Linked DNA regions of Zea mays: region 1 is linked to region 2. Evidence: chromatin contacts called from public Hi-C data. All regions are on one chromosome and are shown on one strand. The core of a region is the stretch at or near the end of the contact, and the rest is flanking DNA. Distances in the headings are between cores, read along the strand shown.

The links. A called contact is a pair of places that touch in the nucleus more often than the background predicts.
Region 1: a contact with region 2 is called in a Hi-C map of ear, with 2.3 times the contacts expected there. The contact joins the enhancer-like site here to the promoter of LOC100280556 in region 2. A contact is called at or near these places in 4 of 25 Hi-C or Micro-C datasets (ear, endosperm, leaf and 1 more).

The regions. Positions count from the first base shown.
Region 1 is chr6:100,592,770-100,599,426 of Zm-B73-REFERENCE-NAM-5.0, forward strand. No RefSeq gene overlaps it. Among protein-coding and RNA genes, the nearest start is that of LOC103629636, 17 kb to the left of the region's middle. Within about 2 kb of position 5,387, at least 20 of the 20 cell types and tissues checked have an H3K27ac peak or open chromatin away from gene starts, as enhancers often do. A contact at or near this core is called in ear, endosperm, leaf and 1 more, where this site is marked.
Region 2 is chr6:100,166,692-100,173,115 of Zm-B73-REFERENCE-NAM-5.0, forward strand. It overlaps LOC100280556 (60S ribosomal protein L27-3), which reads right to left and starts at 3,473. Exons shown (of 1, transcript XM_020539317.2): 1 at 2,601-3,473. The coding sequence starts at 3,297. The coding sequence ends at 2,884.

The sequences.
Region 1 (6,657 bases), core at 4,137-6,636, 430 kb after region 2:
AATTCGTGGAGATCCTAGATATAAACAGATGTCTCCGAGGAGGTCGTTAGCAAGTTTGTGAGCTTTGAACTTATGATCAAAGACTCCAAACACATTGTCAACTTGGAGCAAGGTGCCACCTCCATACCCGAGTTGCAACCCGTTGCATTCAAAGCAACAGAAGAGAAGAAGGAAGAGTCTACACCAAGTAGACACCCAATCGACGCCTCCAAGCTCGACAACGAGGAGATGGCTCTTATCATCAAGAGCTTTCGACAAATCCTCAAGCAAAGGAAGGGGAAGGATTACAAACCCCGCTCCAAGAGGGTTTGCTACAGGTGTGGTATGTCCGGTCACTTTATTGCAAAATTTCCATATACAAGTGATAGTGATAGGGACGATGACAAGAAAGGGAAGAAGAAGATGGAAAAAAAGATATTACAACAAGAAGAAGGGTGGTGAGGCGCACATGGGGCGGGAATGAGACTCCGATGAGAGCTCCATCAACTCCTCCTCCGACGAGGACACCGCCAACATCACCATCAACAAAGGTCTTCTCTTCCCAAACGTCAGCCACAAATGCCTCATGGCTAAGGAGAGCAAAAAGAAGAAGTTACATTTTAGAGATACCGCCAAATACACCACTTCCGATGATGAGGGTAGCTCTAGTGATGATAATGATGATTTAACTTATCTTTTTGCAAACCTTACCAAGGATCAAAAGAAGAAAATAAATGAATTGGTAGAAACCATTAATGAGAAGGATGATATCTTGGAATGCCAAGAGGACTTGTTCGTTAAGAAAAATAAGAAGTTTGTTAAGCTAAAAGATGTTTATGCTCTTGAAGTAGAAAAATGTGAAAACTTGTCTAAAGAGCTTAATATTTGAAATGATTTAATTTCTTGTCTTAGAACTGAAAATGCTAGTTTAATTGCTAAGATTGAAGAATTGAATGCTTGCAATGTTTTTACATCTACTGTTGAGCATGTCATTATTTGCACTAGATGTAGATATGTTAATATTGATGCTATGAATGATCACCTTGCTATGATTAAAGAAAAAAATGATCACTTAGCCAAACTAAATGCTAAAATTACTGAGCATGAGTTAGAAAATGAAATTTTTAAATTTGCTCGTAGCATGCTCTATAATGGGAGATGCCCTGGCATTAAGGATGGCATTGGCTTTCAACAAGAGAGCCAAAGCAACATCAAGCTTAATGCCCCCAAGAATAGACTTTCTAATTTTGTTAAGGGCAAGGCTCCCATGGTTCAGGATAGGGAAGGTTACATTTTATATCCTGAGAACTATCCTGAGCACAAAATTAGGAGAACTCATGCTAGAAAATCTCATATTGTTTCTCATCATGTTTATATGTATAGTAATGAGGCTTCTAGCTCTAGGCATACAACTCATATCAAAATGCCTAAAAATAAGATTGCTAATGCATCAAATGAACATAGCATTTCATTCAAAACTTTTGATGCATCATTTGTGTTTATTAACAAATCAGGAAAGGTGGTTGCCAAATATGTTGGCGGCAAACACAAGAGTCCCAAGACTTGTGTTTGGGTACCCAAGGTGCTTGTTTCTAATGTGAAAGGACCCCAAGACCGTTTGGGTACCTAAGTACAAGGCCTAAATTTGTTTTGTAGGTTCATACATCCGGTGGGACAAGTTGGATAATCGATAGCGGGTGCACAAACCACATGACTGGGGAGAAAATGATGTTCTCCTCATATGAGAAAAATGAGGATCATAAAAGAGCAATCACATTCGGGGATGGAAATCAAGGTTTGGTCAAAGGATTGGGTAAAGTTGCTATATCTCCTGGTCATTCCATTTCTAATGTTTTTCTTGTAGATTCTTTAGATTACAACTTGTTTTATGTTTCTCAATTATGCAAAATGGGTTACAACTGTCTTTTTACTGATGTTGGTGTTACCATCTTTAGAAGAAATAATGATTCAATAGCTTTTAAGGGAGTGTTAGATGGTCAGCTATATTTTATTGATTTCAATGATAACAACGCTGAACTAGACACTTGCTTAATTGCTAAGACTAATATGGGCTGGCTCTGGCATCGCTGACTTGCCCATGTTGGGATGAAGAATCTTTACAAACTTCTAAAGGGAGAACACATTTTAGGACTAAAAAATGTTCATTTTGAGAAAGACAGGATTTGTAGCGCATGTCAAGCAAGGAAGCAAGTTGGAGCTCATCATCCACACAAGAACCAATGTTTCTTATTTTAGAGTTTTTGGTAGCAAATGCTTTATTCTTATTAAGAGAGGTAGAAATTCTAAATTTGCTCCTAAAGCAGTAGAAGGCTTTTTACTTGGTTATGACTCGAACATAAGGGCATATAGAGTCTTCAACAAGTCCACTGGATTAGTTGAAGTTTCTTGTGACATTGTGTTTGATGAGACTAATGGTTCTCAAGTAGAGCAAGTTGATCTTGATGAATTAGATGATGAAGAAGCTCCATGCGTCGCGCTAAGGAACATGTCCGTTGGGGATGTATGTCCAAAAGAATCCGAAGAGCCTTCACAAGCACAAGATCAACCATCATCTTCCATACAAGCATCTCCACCAACTCAAGATGAAGAAATGGCTCAAGAAAAAGAGGATGAAGACCAAGACGATGAGCCACCTCAAGAGGAGGACATTGATCAAGGAAGAGATGAAGATGACCAAGACAAGGAAGATGATCAAGAGATTCAGGATCAAAGACCACCACACCCAAGAGTGCACCAAGCAATTCAAAGAGATCACCCCGTCAACTCCATACTTGGTGACATTCACAAGGGGTAACCATTAGATCTCGAGTTGCTCATTTCAGTGAACATTACTCTTTTGTGTCTTCCATTGAGCCATACAGGATATAGGACATACTAAGGGATCTGGATTGGGTGGTGGCAATACAAGAGGAGCTCAACAACTTCACGAGAAATGTCACACCCGGGTTTTAGGGGTCCAAAACTCGGGCGCGAAATAAACACCAGGTGTGCTGGGACCAAGTCTCACACATATGATGAATAGTGGTACATAAACGAATGTCACATATTTACTATATAATAGATGTTCTGTATAAAATAAATAAATAATTACATCATAAGGAGACAACGATCCAGCAACCAAAAGTTGACTGGGAGACGACGGCCTAGACCACTCAGGAACTCATCATAGCATCCTCCATGCGCCTCATCCTACGGTACCTGTTCTTGACCTGTGAGGGGGGTGTGAGATAGCAAGAGTGAGCTCACATACGTTCATCGCTCAACAAGTTGTGGGAAATAATGTGCATGAACTCGCCAAAGGTGGGAGCTCATGTGAAGTGTAAGGCTTAACAAAGAGGATGGTTAGAGCTGAGCATTGCTTTTAAAGTTGGTCAAAATTTTATTAGCAATTACTAAGTATAAGTAAATACCAACCCAATTAAGTAGTAGAACAAAAGTGATAACAACACCCTCAATGCAATGCATATGACAAATTGAATTTAGTTCCATAAATTAATCATGTGAGGGTCCGAGCTGCTCATGACCGTGAGCACGGCTGATATACCAGTTTTACACTCTGCAGAGGCTACACATCTTTACCCAAAAGTCATGTTACCCATATGCCAAGAGAAGGCCACTCCCATACACATGTACCGAGGAGGTGAGGAAGGGTAACACTACGAGGCCTTTACAAAGTTCCACTAGCTTCAGAAAACCCGCTACAGTTTCTAGGAAGCTCCAATGCAGGGACCCCTCACCTGACCGCCATCGCAGCAAGATCAACCCAAGGGCCTCCCTACACTGACCACTCCCCTACTGCCTTGCCCCTTTCGGGTAAGGTAGTCCTCCACTAGGTTTCCTAATTAGTCAGCCAAGGGCGTCCCATACCACCCTTGTGGTAGCACTGTTTTCCCGGGTGGTCGCTCCATGTTCCAATTAACATAATGATCTTAACATGAACAATAAATAACAATTGATAATAAAATTATAATCATGAATAATGTGTATCTCTATACCCAAAACCACATAAATAAATAGCAGGTACTACCCAAAAATTCAGTGGTAAACAAGGCATAAAGATAGTCAAACTAGGGTAACCTATTGGGTCCCATCAAAATTAACCTATGCGGATCATTATGATTAATCAGAACATGACTGGTTAAAAGAAGTGATTAAGGGCACAACTTGCCTGGGACTTAGGGATGGCAACGGGCACATTTTACCCGCGTGCCCACGGGTAAAAACCTTATAGGGTGTGGGCTTGGGTGTGAGTTTGTACCCGTGGGTACGGGTACGGTTTTGATTCTCAACCCGACGAGTTTTTTTATCGTGGGTATGAAAATGTTGTACCCGTGCCCGCAAACCCGCATACCCGCGTGTGTGCCACTCCGAAAGCTTTGAGCGAGCAGAGCCAATCAAATGATATAAAAGAAGACTACAGGCGCCAGTGAACTTTTGGCTAAGATCGGTACATGTTTTTATCAGTTTAATAAATGTTTATTATTATGTGCTATCAGTTTAATAAATATTTATTATATGACTGTGCCCGCGCGCGGGTGCCATAAACCCGCGGGTAGCGGGTGCGGGTACGGGTTTAACATTAATCTCGCGGGTACGGGTTTGTAATCTCTATACCCGCGGGTTTTAAACCCGTTGCCATCCCTACAAGGACTTGAGATTCCAGGTACCAACTTGCTCTTCAGGTGACTCGTAACCCCGCGCTAGTCGTAGCAATACAAACAAACAGGATATAGGCAAATTTATCATCACACAAAACATAATATCAACTTCATAATAATAATCTACGCATTGCTACGAGATCGTGGGTTCGAGAATCGCTAAATTTGGAGCTATGGTTATAAAATTATGATTTTCCGAAGTCATAGGTGATTAAATATTAAAACTATATTTTATTTAATATAAGTTATGTGGGAAAAGACATAACTAACTCAACTTTTAATCTAAGTTACAATATAATCCTATTTAAGAAGCTTATCCATACTAAAATCATATATTAACTCAGATTAAACATGTTAATCCAAATTAATTATTCATTTTTGAAGACATGTTAGGTGGTAAAACAAGTTTACTAAAGTGTAGGTAATATTATTACGAGACTAACGTAATTTGAACGAGTCAAATCGAAGTTAAATTGGGGAAGTTATGGACTAAACAAGTTTTTATGGCCTCTTTTATAGCAAAATATAAGTCCAGGGGTGTATTTGTAATTTGCAGGGACACGAGTGTAAAGGTCTTCCCATGGCGAAGGACGGCAGGTTTTATTATGCAAAAGCCGAGGGGCTTTTTGTGAAGAGTACGCGGCGAAGGGGTATCCACAACCTACGCCACAGGATCATAACCTGATGGCCCAGATCAAATCATCATCCCACCGAATCGGTATGAAATCCTGGTCATCGGATCATGATCCAAGGGCCCGGATCGAAAGAATCAAAGGTAAAAGCACTGACCTAATCTAGTCCATCCGATGTTAGATCGACGGCTCACGCTGGATCATCTCCCACAGCTGGTTGTTCACGGTGGCGCAGGTGCCCATGCGTCGGCGCCTTGCCGGAGAATTTCCCAACCGAGGCCATCGTGGACTGAAGACCTCCCACGTCGGCGACGAACTTGTGCAACAGGAATGCGACCGATCAGGATGCCGGGCGCGTCATCCCGGCGCCGGTGAGGAACAGGAGCGCGGACTGCGCGCCTGGGTGCCCCACCACTGCCGTGGCCCCAATCTGCGCAGCAGCCGTGGCAAACACTGCACTGCCCCCATCTGACGCAGCGGAATGCATCGCGCGGCCGAATCCACGAGGAAGTCCTCACCGGAGAGAACCAAAACAAACGGGCGCGCCACAACAGCTGAGCGATGGAGAGAGGCGGCCACGGCGAAGGCGCGCCAGAGATCCGGTCGAGCGCGATTGGAAGGAGGGCCCGCGGAGCTGTTTGTGCGGCGACGAGGTTGGAGCCGGGACACGGTGGCCAACACCCTGCGCGCGGCACAACAGCAAGGAACTGCGACCGGCGGCACATCCCCATTACTTCGGTGTTCACCATGGTGACCTGGTTTGGGTTCAAGGGGGTGCGGCCATGGATTTATATGCCTAAGGACAACGGGATTCCGACCCGTATTTCCCCAGCCTGCAGATTCGGGAGGTCAACGACATCCGCGTGGAGTTCGGCCATGGAGAAGGGCGGGATTCGGTTTCTGTTGGCGAAAGCCGTGGGGAATAAACGTCCTGACATCCGGTCCCACAAACCTGCGAAGGCAGAGGCGCGCGCGTGGTTTCGTCGCTGACGGGGCCCACGTGTAGGCGACACGGGTGCGCTAGAGAAATTCGGCCAGGCGATCGACATCAGGCCCACCCGACGGTGACACCACAACTGTGGAGCGCGGCCGGCTGTGAGAGCGGGGCAAATTTGGAAGTGGGTCGCGCGGGCGGAAAGGGATAAGGAGTAGATGGGCCACGGGGAAGTAAATCGGCCTAGGTGGTTGTTTCGTTTGTTCTTTTTTCTGATTTTATTTTCCTTTCCAAGTTTAAGACTCCTATTCAAATCCAAATTCTGTTTGAACTTAAGTTTTCCAAATATCCAATAAAAATCCTAATATGAAGATAACTCCTATTATTTATTTATTTATAATATATATTTTTATAGTGTATATTCTTTTTCCTT
Region 2 (6,424 bases), core at 2,223-4,722:
TATATTTGTTCAAACATTATTATAAGTAGACCTTGCCGGCTGTTTTCGTGCATGGAGCGAGATGTTTGCCATCCTCATTGTGACCACACCTCACGTCAGATCACTCTGGACAGTTTGCAGCAAGAGTTGCCATTGAAAATGCACGAGCAGTACAGGAGTAAATAGTAAAATAGAAAATTAAAAAATGAAGCTAGAGCCGTGGCAAAGTTGTCATACCAGCAGGAGACGTAAGCGCCAATTTAACGATGAAACCGAGATTATATAGATGGCGCCGAGGTAAGGATCTATTTTCTGAATTCAAACCAGGAAATGCGTAGTTGTGAAAATCTTTCTCAAAAATGACAAAAAGCAAAAAGTTGGTGCGTCAAACTGGATGGCAACCAAACAGCGAATCTGTGTTGTGGCAAATACCGGTGGCCAACCAAACAGCTTCTGAATAATCTCATCGTGCACCTAGCAGTTATACGAATGGTAAAGTTCATCCACAATCAGATTATTCTGTGGTGTGTATTATTGGAGTAAAACGACCAAAGACAATGACCTGTCAGTGCCACCAGTGTGTAATGTTCGAGTTATTAAACTGCAGTACCAAATACCAAATACTTATATATTCGTCAACAGCTTGGCACACACATACAAATATCTAGTGAAACTGAACTTGCATAGATTTAAGCCATCCTATTCGCTAATCTATCTCTCTTGTAAAGATAAACCCCACTACCACTTACTCCCTCGACTTCCTCTCCCCGAGGCCAATAGGGCTGGACAAAATGCTCGTGGCTCGCTAGCTCGCTCAGTTCATGGTCAGCTCGGCTCGGCTCGTTCAAATTTTTTCACGAGTTGAGCTGACATTCTAACTCGGTTCGTTAACGAGCCAGCTCGCGAGCTAAACGAGCTACCATATTCTAGCAAAACGAAACTATATGCATATCATTCACAGAATATATATATATATATATATATATATATATATATATATATATATATATATATATATATATATATATATATATATATATATATATATATATGAGGTGTCTATAGTCTATGAATTAAACTAATGATTAATGAACTATATCTATGTGTTAATTTGGTCTATACAAATATAATTATGGGTTAAACTGATGAACATGTATGTGAATTAATGAGTGATGAATTATGCTAATTTGGTGTTATATTGACGTGGTTTGTGAAACTATGAGTATAATTACTATTTTTTATTGTTAAATTAGTTTGAAATTAACTAAAATAATTATTATGTACATTTTATTTTTTTTTCCTGCTCTGGCTCGCAAGCTAAACGAGCCAGCTCGAGATCGTAAAAGAGCCGAGCCGAGCTGACTCTGTGGCTCGTTACCTTAACGAGCCGAGCTAACTCGTTAGCTTAACGAGCCAGCTTGAACTGGGACGAGCTGGCTCGTTATCCACCCCTACAGGCCAACCTCTCTACCGTTCCTCTAGTTGTTCATGTTGTTTATTGTCCATGTAACGCCCGACGCCATTTCTATTGAGTAGTCTTGTTTTAAGTGCAAATAAAAATAAAACCTTTTTCTTTATTTCAATCTATTAAAAATAGTTTTCACCTTGATTAAGAGTTCATAGTTATTATATTATTAGAAACTACCCAGATGATTAGATAACGTTGTAGAATGTTATACAAATGATTATGTATTGTTGTAGAAAGCTATAGAAAACGATTAGGTGTTTCTTACTTCTCGACTTGTTTATATATGTAATAATATCATATGTGTACCATTGATAATTTTCTCTAGGACTAGGAGCAAAATGAGTGCAGCTTGCTTGTTTCAATCATGTGTCATGCCGCGGTTCTGAAGCCGTTCGGCTGGCTGGTTGGCTAAAATGAGTGCAGCTTGCTTGTTGTTAATCATTTTGTTTTCCCCCTAAATTTGCATTATTTACTTCGATGTAACGGCAACAGAATACAATTTCAATCCACAGACTCAAAGGTAGATTAGACTTAAAAGAACGGAGAAAAGGGAAACCATTATTCTCAACCATATATGTGGTGTTTAATTTCTTGGCTTCCTCGCTTGCGCCACTTCTTAATTCTTCCATTCATTACTCAGATATATGATTTTATTTTCATTGCGTAGTAATAATTAATAGCACCCATGGAAGATATTTATCTTCTGTTGGGGGTCCCAAACTATCTTGGACTTGGATCATGTTTCTGGGATGCAGATGGATTGCTCTCAACAGTGGGATGAGGCAGGAATGTCACGGTTGAGATTATTTTTCATATGTTCTACTAAACTCTGCAGTGATGACTACACCAGGAGAGAAATTCTTGCTATAAGGGTTGATTTGATGACAAGGGATCACGGGAGGATTGGAGGAGATTGAGGGTTAGTTAATTTCTCTGTCAATCCCCTCCAATCCTAATTTCTTCCTCAATTCCCTCTAATCCTTCCGTGATCCCGGGTCACCAAATCAGCCCTAATCGATAATGGAAAGCAGGAGACTCATGTAACAATGTCCTAGAATGCCTATTTGAGCGGACAAATGACTATTTGAGTGGGCAAATAGAGTGAAGCAAGATTTTCCCTAGAAGTATCAGCAATGGCATTACTTTCATAGGCTACTATAACAGTTCACGATCAACTCAATATTAAAAGTTTACAAACTAACCAATGGGATAAATAAGATTGTAAATGATATTCGCTGTTAATCCTGAAGACATAAATTGAACATTCATCAATTCAGTAGGACTCCAAGACCAAACATTCGAAGTACACACGCACAATATACCTGAGAGCCCCAGGACTAAACACGAAGAAGTCTTCATGGCAATACGAAAAGAGACATGGCTTGGAGTGTGTCCCATACAAGAAACCGACGGTCACCATTCGGGACGCCGACCATCTAGAAGCGGAGCTTGGTAAAGAACCACCTGTTCTTGCCGGTCTTGAACCTCTCCTCGAGGCGCGCCTTGGCGGCCTTGCATGCGGCGACCTTCTTGTCGCGGGTGGAGAGCGCGTCGGGCCCGCCGGTGGCCACGTCCTTGAAGTCGACGTCGAGGGTGTAGCGGGTGGGCATGAGGTGGGTGAAGTTGACGAGCTTGATGAAGCACTTGACGCGCGACTTCTTCGCCGTCTTCTTGGCCGAGTCCCTGCGGACCACCTTCTTGGGGTACTTGGCGAGGCCGGCGACGAGGCAGTGGCCGTAGGGGCGGTCGCGGGTGCCCTCCTCGAACACGCGCACGATCACCGCCTTCCTGCCGGCGAACCGGCCCTGCAGGAGGATCACGGCCTTGCCGGGCTTGAGGAACTTCACCATCCTCGGGTGCTGGTGCTGCTGCTCCTGCGCCGCCGCCGGGAGTGTAGGGGTTGGGAGATGGGTCAAATCGGAGCGCGCGGGAGGCGGGGAGCGTTATATAGGATGGCGGCACTAGGGTTTCTGGAGGCTGGGTTTCGGCTGTTGGATCCAGGATCGGACGGTGGTGCCGCGCTCGGGCTTCAGAGGTCGTGGTGATGGGTCGGATTTGGGTCCGATCCGAGGCTGTCATCTGGGTGGAGGCCCAACTTGAACCCCTACTGTTTTTTTCATTAACTTACTTTTACAGGTGACAATCATTTCGTTCCTCCAAACAGTTGTTCATCTTCTTCAAAAACTATTCTTCTGGACCAGTTCTAGAAGAGATGACGAGCCATGGCATGTGTAAGGGCAGCTTTAGTACCATCAGTTCACGTACTGCGAACTTAACAAGTTTAATTTGGTTCGTTAGCCCCTGCATTCTGTTGTCTGTTCATTTGTTCATTGGTTGGTCACAAAACAAATTACCACTCTGTTCGTACGCGCGAAGCTCTGCTCCATTCACTACACTACACCTCTGTAAAATCTCTGCCCTCATTACTGCCCTGCTACTCTATTGGAGGGGACCAAACCAGCCCTTAAGGTAGCGTTTGGTTCTAGAGACTATTTGGACGGAGGGGCTCTGTTTCAGATTTTAAGGATATAATGACTCTGTTCTATGTTGTTGGCAGTTAGAATAGAGTCGCTCTATTTTTTGTTTGGTTTTAAGGTTAAGTAGAACAGAGCGGCTAGATCCTGTGTTTGGTTCTAGAGTTCAACAAAACAGAACTTTTTATTTAAGCGTGAATTTCTATAAAATTTCAAACATCCGGCCAAGATTAAAGTGCACTATTTATCACTATTCATCCGAGCATCCCTTATGCCTTTCTTCATTGCCGCACACGGAGCAAGGAACCAGTGAGGAGCGAGGCGCTCAGGAGCCGTTAGACCAACTCCAGCAGACTCCCTCTCCGTATCCGTATTTAACACGGCCAACAGTTTCTCTCTCCTCTCCGTATCCGTCCCCGTTTCCAGCAGACTCCGTATTTGCACTCCGCATGCAGTCTATGACAACTGGGGCCCGCGAGCAGGAGGGGGCGCATGCAGTCTTGTGCGGAGAGGAGAGAGAAACCGTGGAAAAGGGGAGTGCAGGTACACGGCGTGTGTTTTGCGGAGACGGATGCGGAGGCTGCTGGAGAGTGAAATAGTGACTTAGAGCGTGTATAATAGGGATACGGAGTGGGATAGCCAGTGCTGCTGGAGTTGGTCTTAGGTTCGGTCGATTTTACGGAGCCACCAGATACAACATCTACAAGGAATATTCTTAAATTGGAGTGGCTCTATTCATTTGGAATCGAACCAAACAACTTCAACACTGGAATAGAATGACTCCATCCTGTTAAACTCTTGAACCAAACACTACCTAATATAACCTGGATCTTCTGCTTGCCTGTCGTTCCCCATTCAGTGCAGTTCCCGTCAATCTTTTAAGTGCTGGGACTACAGTTCGAAGTTTCCGTTGCCCTCCCATTCGCTTGTAGGTGTAGAGGAGCTTCCACCATCACCAGCACCCAGCGGCTAGCTTGTAGCCATAGTTTCAGAACGTGATGATTCCATCAACCACAAACAAAGATGTAGGGGAAGTTAGGCATGAGAGGGATCGGGACAAAGACATGCAAGATTACTGCAAACATTGTACCAACCAAATTTAGCTTTTCCATCAGCACCTTTCATCTCTAATCAATGCGGGAGTGATGCTCGTGATTGATACAATTCCAAACTAGCAACATGACTGAGACGTGGTTATGTCGTCGACCATGCCTAGGCGAGATGTTGTCCCTCGCACGCTTGCTCTCGGTCTCCTAGCTCACATCTGCCTTGACAGTTGCTGGGAAATAAAATAATTTTTTTAGAAAATTAGTGATATCTGATATAGGAGTGGATATGTAGTCTTGCTTTGTATTATGTTTGCTTCCAAGTCACAACCACCACCTATTCTCACAATTCCCAGTTTATCATTATATTTAACTCTGGACTTTATGAGAAACAAAATTCAGGTTAATCGTACCTTAGCTTGTTACATGAGGAAAAAATAATTCTCTGCTTTTGTTCATAAGTTTATTGAGTAGTAGTATTTTTTAGAAAAAGCTTGTAAGTAATATTTCCTAAGTACACCAAACATAGAGATTATTGTTGAACATCCGCCTATAGGTGTCTGTAGTGGTTGCTCATTGCTATGTTCTAAGGCACAAGGAGAAATGGGAAAGTCAATCTTTGATAGGAATATGTTGTAAGGCACAAGATGATTTTGTATGACAGTTATGGATATTATAAATTATAGGATTCCCTTTTATTGTGCATATGGAAATATATGTATGTGGGACGCTAGTGGACGTACTCTAGGATCGAGCGTAAAAATCTTCAAGTTTGAGCAAAAAAAATTCTCGCTTTTGACGTAAATATCGAGGCAACGTGAGAGACGCATTAATAATTCTAATGTGTTGTATTCATGATTGTAAAAATCCTCAAATTTAAACATAAAATAGTGTTTAGATATAGTGTAGATGTTGATTCACTACTAACCAACAGTCTCCCACGTCCATGCAGCCATGCATAAACCAAGAGATTTAATTATGAGAGTTGATTGGAGGATTTAATTAGATGAGTTGATTAAGATATTTGATTTTTTATGGCAGCTATGGACACCATCAACAAGATCATTTCGTTCCCGATGTTTCTTCTTCCTCCAACAAACAGTTGTTCATCTTCTTCAAGCCTCCTCTAGCACTTGGTTCGAAACCCTCAGCCAAATACTATTCCTTTGGGCCAAGTCTGGAAGAGACGATGAGTCATGGCATGTGTAAGGGCAGATGTAGTACTGATTGTAGCCATCAGTTCACGTGCTGATTCGGTTGTATGTCCATTCGTTGGCCACAAAACAAATTACCACTCTGTTGGTACTCGAAGCTAGCTCCAGGCAGCTGATGGCCAGGCAACTACTATCTATTCCATTGAAGGCAGACGACCATTGCTGAGTTTTTTCAATTCCACAGTGTAAATAAATCTACATGTAGAGCATATGTGTAGTTATAGCAAAGACTCATCCATGGAC